3 separate regions of the Mus musculus genome follow, and all the other regions are linked to region 2. Evidence: chromatin contacts called from public ChIA-PET and HiChIP or PLAC-seq data. All regions are on one chromosome and are shown on one strand. The core of a region is the stretch at or near the end of the contact, and the rest is flanking DNA. Distances in the headings are between cores, read along the strand shown.

The links. ChIA-PET counts read pairs in DNA pulled down with a chosen protein or histone mark. HiChIP or PLAC-seq counts read pairs in DNA pulled down with a chosen protein or histone mark.
Region 1: an RNA polymerase II ChIA-PET map of memory CD8 T cells shows a contact between it and region 2, with 8 read pairs. The contact joins two enhancer-like sites. A contact is called at or near these places in 2 of 484 Hi-C or Micro-C datasets (Th1 cells and reprogramming fibroblasts), 4 of 115 datasets of contacts at active chromatin or transcription factors (CD8 T cells, embryonic stem cells and memory CD8 T cells) and 2 of 9 other capture datasets (adipose tissue and liver).
Region 3: a Foxp3 HiChIP or PLAC-seq map of regulatory T cells shows a contact between it and region 2, with 4 times the contacts expected there. The contact joins two enhancer-like sites. A contact is called at or near these places in 4 of 115 datasets of contacts at active chromatin or transcription factors (bone marrow-derived macrophages, embryonic stem cells, memory CD8 T cells and 1 more).

The regions. Positions count from the first base shown.
Region 1 is chr10:68,038,083-68,040,782 of GRCm38.p6, reverse strand. It overlaps Rtkn2 (rhotekin 2), which reads right to left. Exons shown (of 12, transcript NM_001359319.1): 11 at 645-752. Among named protein-coding and RNA genes, the nearest start is that of Rtkn2, 60 kb to the right of the region's middle. Within about 2 kb of position 1,347, at least 59 of the 459 cell types and tissues checked have an H3K27ac peak or open chromatin away from gene starts, as enhancers often do. A contact at or near this core is called in Th1 cells and memory CD8 T cells, where this site is marked.
Region 2 is chr10:68,238,418-68,241,117 of GRCm38.p6, reverse strand. All of the region lies in intron 3 of Arid5b (AT rich interactive domain 5B (MRF1-like)), which reads left to right. Among named protein-coding and RNA genes, the nearest start is that of Arid5b, 39 kb to the left of the region's middle. Within about 2 kb of position 1,262, at least 126 of the 459 cell types and tissues checked have an H3K27ac peak or open chromatin away from gene starts, as enhancers often do. A contact at or near this core is called in Th1 cells, bone marrow-derived macrophages, memory CD8 T cells and 1 more, where this site is marked.
Region 3 is chr10:68,104,007-68,106,706 of GRCm38.p6, reverse strand. The region is part of intron 8 of Arid5b (AT rich interactive domain 5B (MRF1-like)); the gene reads left to right. Among named protein-coding and RNA genes, the nearest start is that of Gm51770, 46 kb to the left of the region's middle. Within about 2 kb of position 1,331, at least 191 of the 459 cell types and tissues checked have an H3K27ac peak or open chromatin away from gene starts, as enhancers often do. A contact at or near this core is called in bone marrow-derived macrophages, memory CD8 T cells and regulatory T cells, where this site is marked.

The sequences.
Region 1 (2,700 bases), core at 98-2,597, 200 kb after region 2:
GGAACCACTTGGAATCTAAGATTGTAAATGCATATGTTTATACATGCACGCACATACACATCCTTGCACATGTACAGACAGATACTGTCCAGATGTTTTGCAGCACCATCTGGGAGGCCACCCCACAGGATTAACACCTTTCAAGGTATGGGAAAGTGAAACAGAAACTCGAGAAAGACCGATATTTGAATTGAACTGAACTAGTTATTTCTGACCAGAGGTGGATGCTTCATATTCATTAATATATCCCTATTTGTCATACAAACAAACAACAAAAGCAAAACCCACTGGGGAAAAAAAACCCAGAGAAAACGGTAACTAAACACGATTACATCTTAGAGTCTGTATGTTCGTATTTTCTGAATTCCATCAGCTAAGGACTTTAGTCTTTTAAGCCTGGAGTTTTTTGTTTGATCATGAGCATCCGAACTATGAAAACTATGCACTCATTAATTTTGTATTAATTCATCTAACAAACATGAGCTCCTCAGTCTATAATCTATAGTCTTTTTTTTTTAAATTCAATTTTACTGTGCCCGGAGAAGTTTAGCATTTTAAAGTCAATAGAATAAGAGGCTGGGGTGTGGACAATGTTGCTTTTCCATCACTCTGTGGCTCGGAAGAGGCAAGCCCCACCCACTTACTCATATCATAATACACTGAGGTCGCCTCCTTTGCCAGGAACAAAGGTGGTTTTCGTGGTGACATAATCTCAATTCTCATAAGTTCTTCACAACAATGCTTCCATTGGCCTAAGAAAGAAAGGAAGACGCAGGCTAGTTTGAAAGATAAATGGGAAGCTATGTGTTTCATTTTCTACCAATATCAGTACTTTGTGCATGTGCGTGTTAGAAAATAACAGTTTATCAATAAAGCCTAGCTTTCAAGAAGCTTGCATAAAAACCCAGTACAATCCGGTTTCCGAAACTGATTCTGCATGAGTGACTCATTTAAAAACCAACCAAGCAACCAACCAAACCAGTTCTCGGTAGATACTGAGATCCCTGGGTCAGCCAGTACAGCACCGCACAAACCCATCCACAATCACATTAAATGTCACATTCATGTCGAAAGACAGTGTAGGCGGCTTCTTTTCGCCACTGTCGATAGAGACATCCACTATTCCAGGCGTTTGAAAGACAAAATCCCCACCGAAATCCGGCTGTCAGACGGAGGAAGATACACACAATTCAAATCCTCAGACACAGCTTTCATTTGAGCTCAATTGCCAATTAAGAAATGAGAACTGTTTAATAGTCTTCACTGTGTCACTATTTAAGCCTTAAGATCTGGGGACCTGACCTCTCCTCTATGGCTGAAAACAATTGATATTTGCAGAGATGCCGCCCTGTCTTATCCATGACATCATAGAAATCACGAGTGCCCACGGAAAAGTGGGGACGACACACCAGACTCCTTCTAAGGCTAACACTTTCTTCCCTTTCTTCCAGGGGTCTAAATGCACATATTCAATCTGTTCGAGGCTTAAACATTTTAAGACGCTTTGTGTTTTATTACATATTCATTTTGTTGTCATGGCACATGGTGACAAATGCCTGCATTTTGAATCCATTATCATAACTAGTTAAGACACATCAAAAGCCTTTCAGGGTATTTTATTATGATGCTGATTAGTACACAGCAAACCAACTGGAAATAAACCCCCCCAGGACACAGCTGCAAGGGTTCCTCCCTAGGGTCTGAATCCAGAAGCTAGAGCCTGGCATCTCACCTCCTCCCTCTTTTTTTATTTTAGATAAATATGTAAAAGCCATTTTTTTTTGCATTCTTTGGGGAAATATAGTATTTAATGAAAAATAATGACTCATTCTAAATGGACCAGTACTTCTCTTTCAGGTTCCAGGCCGGGCCATGAGGTAAGAGATGATGATTTCTGCATGGGGGATCTTAAGATTAAATGGTTCTTGGCTGCACTAGAAACAGAATATTAACCATGCTCAGGTTGGGAACATAACCCTGTATCGTCCATGTGTTCCTGATGTCAGAGGTGATTTTACAACGGAAGCATTCTGCAGTGACTAAGTCTGTTTACATAGAACTACATGATAGTTGATATGCTAACGCAAGGTTAATAACAGGTAGGATATACTGTGTTCACACAACCTATTAAACACCTCTATTAAAGATGTTTCCCACAATGCTGCTACCTTATTAGACACGTAGTGTGTGTGTGTGTGTGTGTGCATGCGCGTGTAATCACATGTATGCTCTGGCACTACTATGGGGATCAGGGGACAGCCTGCAGAAGTTGGTTCTCCTTCCTGCACAGGACCCCTCAGAACAGAACTGAGGCTTTCAGGCTTGTGAGTGTTGCTACCACTGTCATCTTACTGCCTCCACCACAATATTTATTGTCTGTGTTCTCTATTACAATGATCTATTATGCTAAGCTAGTCATGTAACTGAGTATTTGTAGTAAATATTTTGGAAAAAAAAAACCTATGACGAGATCCAAGTTTGTTTAAACATTCTCTCTTTGCTCTACCATTCCTAGCCACTGACTATGATTATAGATCAGGAGTCACGGCTCCTTTATAAGCTCTCAAATACTAAGGCAGCAATCCCCTTTGCCCCTAGCCTCCAGACCACGGCTATTGTGGCTAAGCATACCCATGTTTATTAACACTTCCTCATGAACTCTGAAGAGCTTACTCTCCTAGTCTTCCATTCTCACGTTGG
Region 2 (2,700 bases), core at 13-2,512:
TTTTAAACCTAGAACTTAGCTTTTACAAGAAACCCTGACGATTTTTTTTAACAGACATAGACTGAATAACACCAGGGAACTGACTCTCTTTCATGTGATTCTGGTTTGTGGTGAGGCGTGCTGTTTGAGCAATAGCGTCGAGACCATCCTGCCATTTCTAGCAACTGTTGCCTGGTAGTTCTTTGATAGATGTCCGACAGTGGCATTTTAGACCCACAGCCCTCTTGTCATGAGCGACATTATAGAAAATTATTAAGGTAGCTTTTTTTCTTTCTTCTCGGCTGAGGAATTTTTAAAAATAGTCTTTACGTATTTCCTGTTCACACAGGCCCAGTTTTATCAACCCACCCTGACTACTTTTATGATGTGTGAAAATGTTGACTAGCAGTGAATCTGCTGGGTCACCTTCTTCCAGTGTGACCACTGTTGTGTCTCCATTTGATTGCTTTGCTTTTACCTTAACATTAAAACCTTTGTCTGACTCTTTTTTTTTTCTTCCTTGAGTTATGGAATATAGCGTTACTAATAAAACATTAAACAGGAAACCCGTGGGGGGACAAAAGGCTATGTAAATGGTTAAGCTTGATGTCACACATGTAAACAAGAGTATTTATAGCAGGGTTGTTTTGTGTTTCTTTTTTTTTTTTTTTTTTTTTTCGAGACAGGGTTTCTCTGTATAGTTGTTTTGTGTTTCAAGGGGATAGTTTATTAATGAGCACACACACATACACACACAGCCCTTTTAAAAAAAAAAGTCCATAATCTTTGTGGTTTCCACCCCCACTCTCCCTCCCTCCCCTCACCTCATGTGGTTCCAGAAGAAACAGGTTTGTCTAACTATTCAAAGCACTTGCTGCTGATGGTTTGGTCTTGAAAATGTAGATTAGTGGCTTTGAAATCAAATGGCATTTAGATTTACTAAGGAGTACCAGGCTAATGGCTAAGTGCAGCTGCCCTAGAATCTTCTCTGTGGGACTGAGATGAAGCCCACAAGTGTAGACTGATAGAAGGCTTCCCAGATGGTTTGGGATGTGTGTGTGTGTCTGTCAGTCAGTCAGTCAGTCTGTCATTTGGGACCCTTTTGTGGGGTTAGCTTGGGAAGGGAGATACCCAACAGGAGATTGATTGAGGGACCCTCTAGGCGAACAAGAGAAACCCCATAGCTTTTCTTTTTGTAAATGTGAGGCACCCCTTTAAGGACAGAACGTAGGGCCTTGAAATTCTATTGGGTTGGTATGAACTGTGGGGAATTTGAGACAAATAGCTTTCGTAATTGGAATGCACGCTGTGTTGTAATAATGTGCAAAGAGAAACAAAAACTTTCCTTAATGTAATGAGTTTCCATTATCTGTCTGATCTAAAGTTTGTGAATGTACATTGTCAGGCTTTAGACTGGGGGCTTTTAGACCAGGAACACTGCGGATGCTCTTGGCCATGCACTGTCCCATCCCAGAGATTGTCCGACTCTCCTTCTCTGGCTGTCACATCAAAGGATTGTTTTGGCCTTTTTTTTTTAACCTCAAGTTTTCTCTTTCTCACTCAATCTCAGTCTCTCTGTGTCTCTGTTCCTTTCTGTTTCTGTCTCTGGCTTTCTCTGTGTGCCTCTATCTCTCTGTGTGTCTCTCTGTCTCTTTCTCTGTGTCTCTATACCTCTGTCTCTGTGTGTCTGTCTCTATCTCTGTCTCCGTTTCTCTCTCTCCCTCTCTCTGTATCTCTCTGTATCTCTCTCTCTCCCTCTCTCTCTCTCTCTCTCTCTCTCTCTCTCTGCCACACCAAAACCACCTCCAATACCACACTGTGAGTGGAAGCTCTCAGCTCGCAGAGCCTTTTCTTCTGTAGATCCTTCCTCATTGTTCTCATCAAAGAAAGATGAACTTTTGAGATTGCTTAAGGACCCTCCCGCTAGCCAGGAAGCTAGCAAAGAATGGAAAAACTCACCTCTCCGTGGAGAAAGTCAAACTTTGAGTGTGCTATTTTTTTTTAAAGCCCAGTTCCTCTAGCCTGTTTAAAAAAAACATCAATAATAACGAAAGAATTAGATTGACTCTCAAAGGCAGATTTTTTTTTTTTATAATATAAAACCCAGCTAAATGAAAGTGCTTCTCTTGCTCAGAGTTAGTAAGTTTCCTCTTATGCCAGTTTGTGTCATTTCCCGTCTCTCTGTGAATAGTGAAAGAACAGAATTAAAACAGCACAAATGTGTGTCTGGCAACAAATTAAACTGCACAAAGGGAAACTCTGCCCAGTGGTACCTCCCAGTGGCCACTCCAACTCTCCTCACCATCCTTGCCTGGTTTGCTGGTGTTGTTGTTGTTTTTTGTTTTTCTGTTTTGTTTTGTTTTTGTTTCCTTTAAATCACCTTTCCCTTGAGAGCAGCCTATTTGTTTTTAAAAACCTTCCAGAGTCTTCATTTAAGACTCTTAAGTGGCTGCTGACAACAACTACAGATGCAGCTAGTGAAAAGGCTAATCATTAAAACAATAAACATTTCTTCCACGTGATGCAGCACATTTATTGCCCCCCCCCCAAGCAAGTTCAGCCTGAGACCAGCACCAACTGGGTCTCTCCTGGGGTGGGGGTTACTTCTTCAGCCCATTTCACACTGGAGGGTGTTTTTTGTTTGTTTGTTTGCTTTTATGCTGTTTTTAAAGTGAAGAAAGATCTCTGTGTGGGAACAGAAGGGTTAAGGAATGTGTTATT
Region 3 (2,700 bases), core at 82-2,581, 130 kb after region 2:
TCTCTGATGCCAGCCTGCTGCTTTTGGTCTTGAGAAAGAGAGGCGAGGCCCCAGGGAGGATTGCAGACTTGGTAAATATAAAATTATCTACCTCAGTTTTTTTTAAAAAAATAATAATAATAAAAAGGGAGAGAGAGTTGGCGAGTTGCCAGATTCCTTACATTACAGTAATAGATTTGCTGACCCCTGGCTTCCGCTGTAGAGAAATGTATTGAATATTTTATAATATCAGACCGAGGCACATCTAAAAACCTAGTGTTCTGAGCGTCATTATTCAACTAGAGATTTAGCAATGCCACAGTTATTTTCCAGCAGGCAATTTCTTGTACGATGATAATTTGCCAGCTCAGACAGTAATAAATCAAGGTTATAATGTCATTGATTTGTTAATTTTAACTTGGGTAGATTTTTAAGTCTCCCTTATTTTTTTTTCTTTCTTTTAAAGGAAGAAGGACAAGGGGTGGGGGGAATCGTGTTTTCACAGTGACTGAATTTAATAAGGATCTCTGTGATAGCAAAAGGCTCCCCTACTGTTTCTGCTTTGAGGTGGAAAAATGTTATTCTTGTATTATTCCTGGGGAAAAAAATAAAATAAAATCTCATGCTGCTCCAAATCTTATGCCTAGGAAAAGCTGGGATTTTTTTCCCCCCTTAATATGTGATGGCTTACCTAGTTCACATCCATTAGTGACATCGTAAATAAGCAGTTTGCTAATCTGAAATAGGAAATCTGGACAAGAAGAAAGACCCATTTATCTCCACAGCCTTCCATCTCTAACCTCAATGCAGACGGGAGGTAGGGGTTTGGGGGGGATCTGGACAGATTTACTAATGAGTATATTTCTTCTCTTTCTCTCTGCTTCTACCCACCCAAGACTCAGCCTACATTCTTTTGAGTTGCAGCACAATGAAAATATTTCTTCTGTGTAATGGATACATTTTTCACGGTGGGGGTGGGGTCATACATGTTTGCTTTTCATCTATACCATCTCAAAGCTGATTAAAATCTTCTCTGCCCTACAAATATTTGAGAATCAATCCTCTGAGAGGCACAGGCATGTTACATTACACTATATCCTTTTATAGGATACAGGCCTACATGGCTTCCTGTATTGGACAACGCTGATCTGAGAGAACTCTAATCTGTTTTTAACGATGACATGTGTGCATGGAACATTGAAACGTTCAGAAACCGATCGTAGCTTTTGTCCTCTGGTGCTGTAGAGAAAAGTTCTAATAATCAGATGATAAAGATCACATCCTGTGGGGGTAATTGGGCTGCACCAGGACAAAACTTACAAAAAAAAAAAAAAAAAAAAGACACTCAAGGAAGTCACAAGCGGAAGTCGCTGTACGAAACAGGGCTTGTTTATGTACTGTGTGGGAATGTGCCCTGTTCCTCAAAGCTCGTATTTCAACTATTTTTCTGTTTCACTGCTGCCTTTCTTGTTTTATTTTGGGAGCCTTTCTCTCTCCTTCTGAGCAACTCTAATTATATTTCAATGATTTAGAAGTGGGGAAAAACCACTCACTTAGTTGACCTACACACACACACACATGCACGCACACTCTCTGGAAGCCTTGAACAAGCAGAGCTTGTATTTGGATTGAGTTTTACCCTTAGTCATGCCTCTTCCCAGATACAAGAAACATTTAATTCCTGATTTCCTGCCTTCTGGCTTCAGGCCTCTGACCAGTAAAGTAAAGATATATTTTGTACTATTGGAGGCTTGCCCGCTGCTAAGTTGAGTCAAAATGAGAAAAGATGATAGGGGGCGGGCGGGGGGTGGGGTGGGAATGAAAATACTGCCCAGCCTCATGAACTTGCAAAATTGTAAGATAACTTCCAGGGATCCCTGGGTGACTCCCCAACCTGTTCTCTGTGTTCCTTCCTCCTCCTCCTCCTTCTCCTCCTCCTCCTCAAGAAAGAGAGTCTCTCGTGATGTCACCATCTCCATTAGACAAGGGAGCCAGGGGGAGGGAGGCACCACAAATGGCAAACGTTGGAATACCAGGGCTTCTGAGCTCCTTGGTTCCCATGGTAACAAAACAAAAGCACAACAAACCTATCTGTCCCAACAATAAAATGTGTTTTCATTAAAATCAATTTAAAATATTTTTCCAGCTCAAAATATTCAATGCATTTTTGCTCCTGGTTGGGGAAAAAAAATCCCTTACTTTCTGATATTGAAAAGGGGATCAAGTCTCAGGCTGAACAATGCAGAAAAGAGAGGAATTGGTGTATGTTGGGGGCTGGGAGGGAGGAGTTGGTGACTTCAGAGATGAGACAAAATAGATTCAAGTATGAACAAGACTGCTTTTTTTCCTCTCTCTCTTCTGCCTAGTTATGCTTTTCATTATATAAACACGTACTATAATATTATGGTGGGAAGCAGGTATTTGGCAACCATATATTATTTTAGTAAGTCTACATGAAGAGAGCCGTTTCCAGTTTTAGCAGCTGTAACGTGTTTAAACTTGGGCTGTAATGGGATCTGAAGATAACTCTCCCCCATGGGTTGTGTTGATCTTCGTGACTGGCTGAGTGCCACACAGAGGCCTCCACAGTATTACCCATGCCTCTTTGCACATGCCATGTCTGTGCATGCTCGCTAAACAGACCTGGGCCCTAAGATTCCATAAATCCACATTTGACTTTTTCTACAATGTGCTTGCTTTTGTTGGTGGTGTCTCAGATGT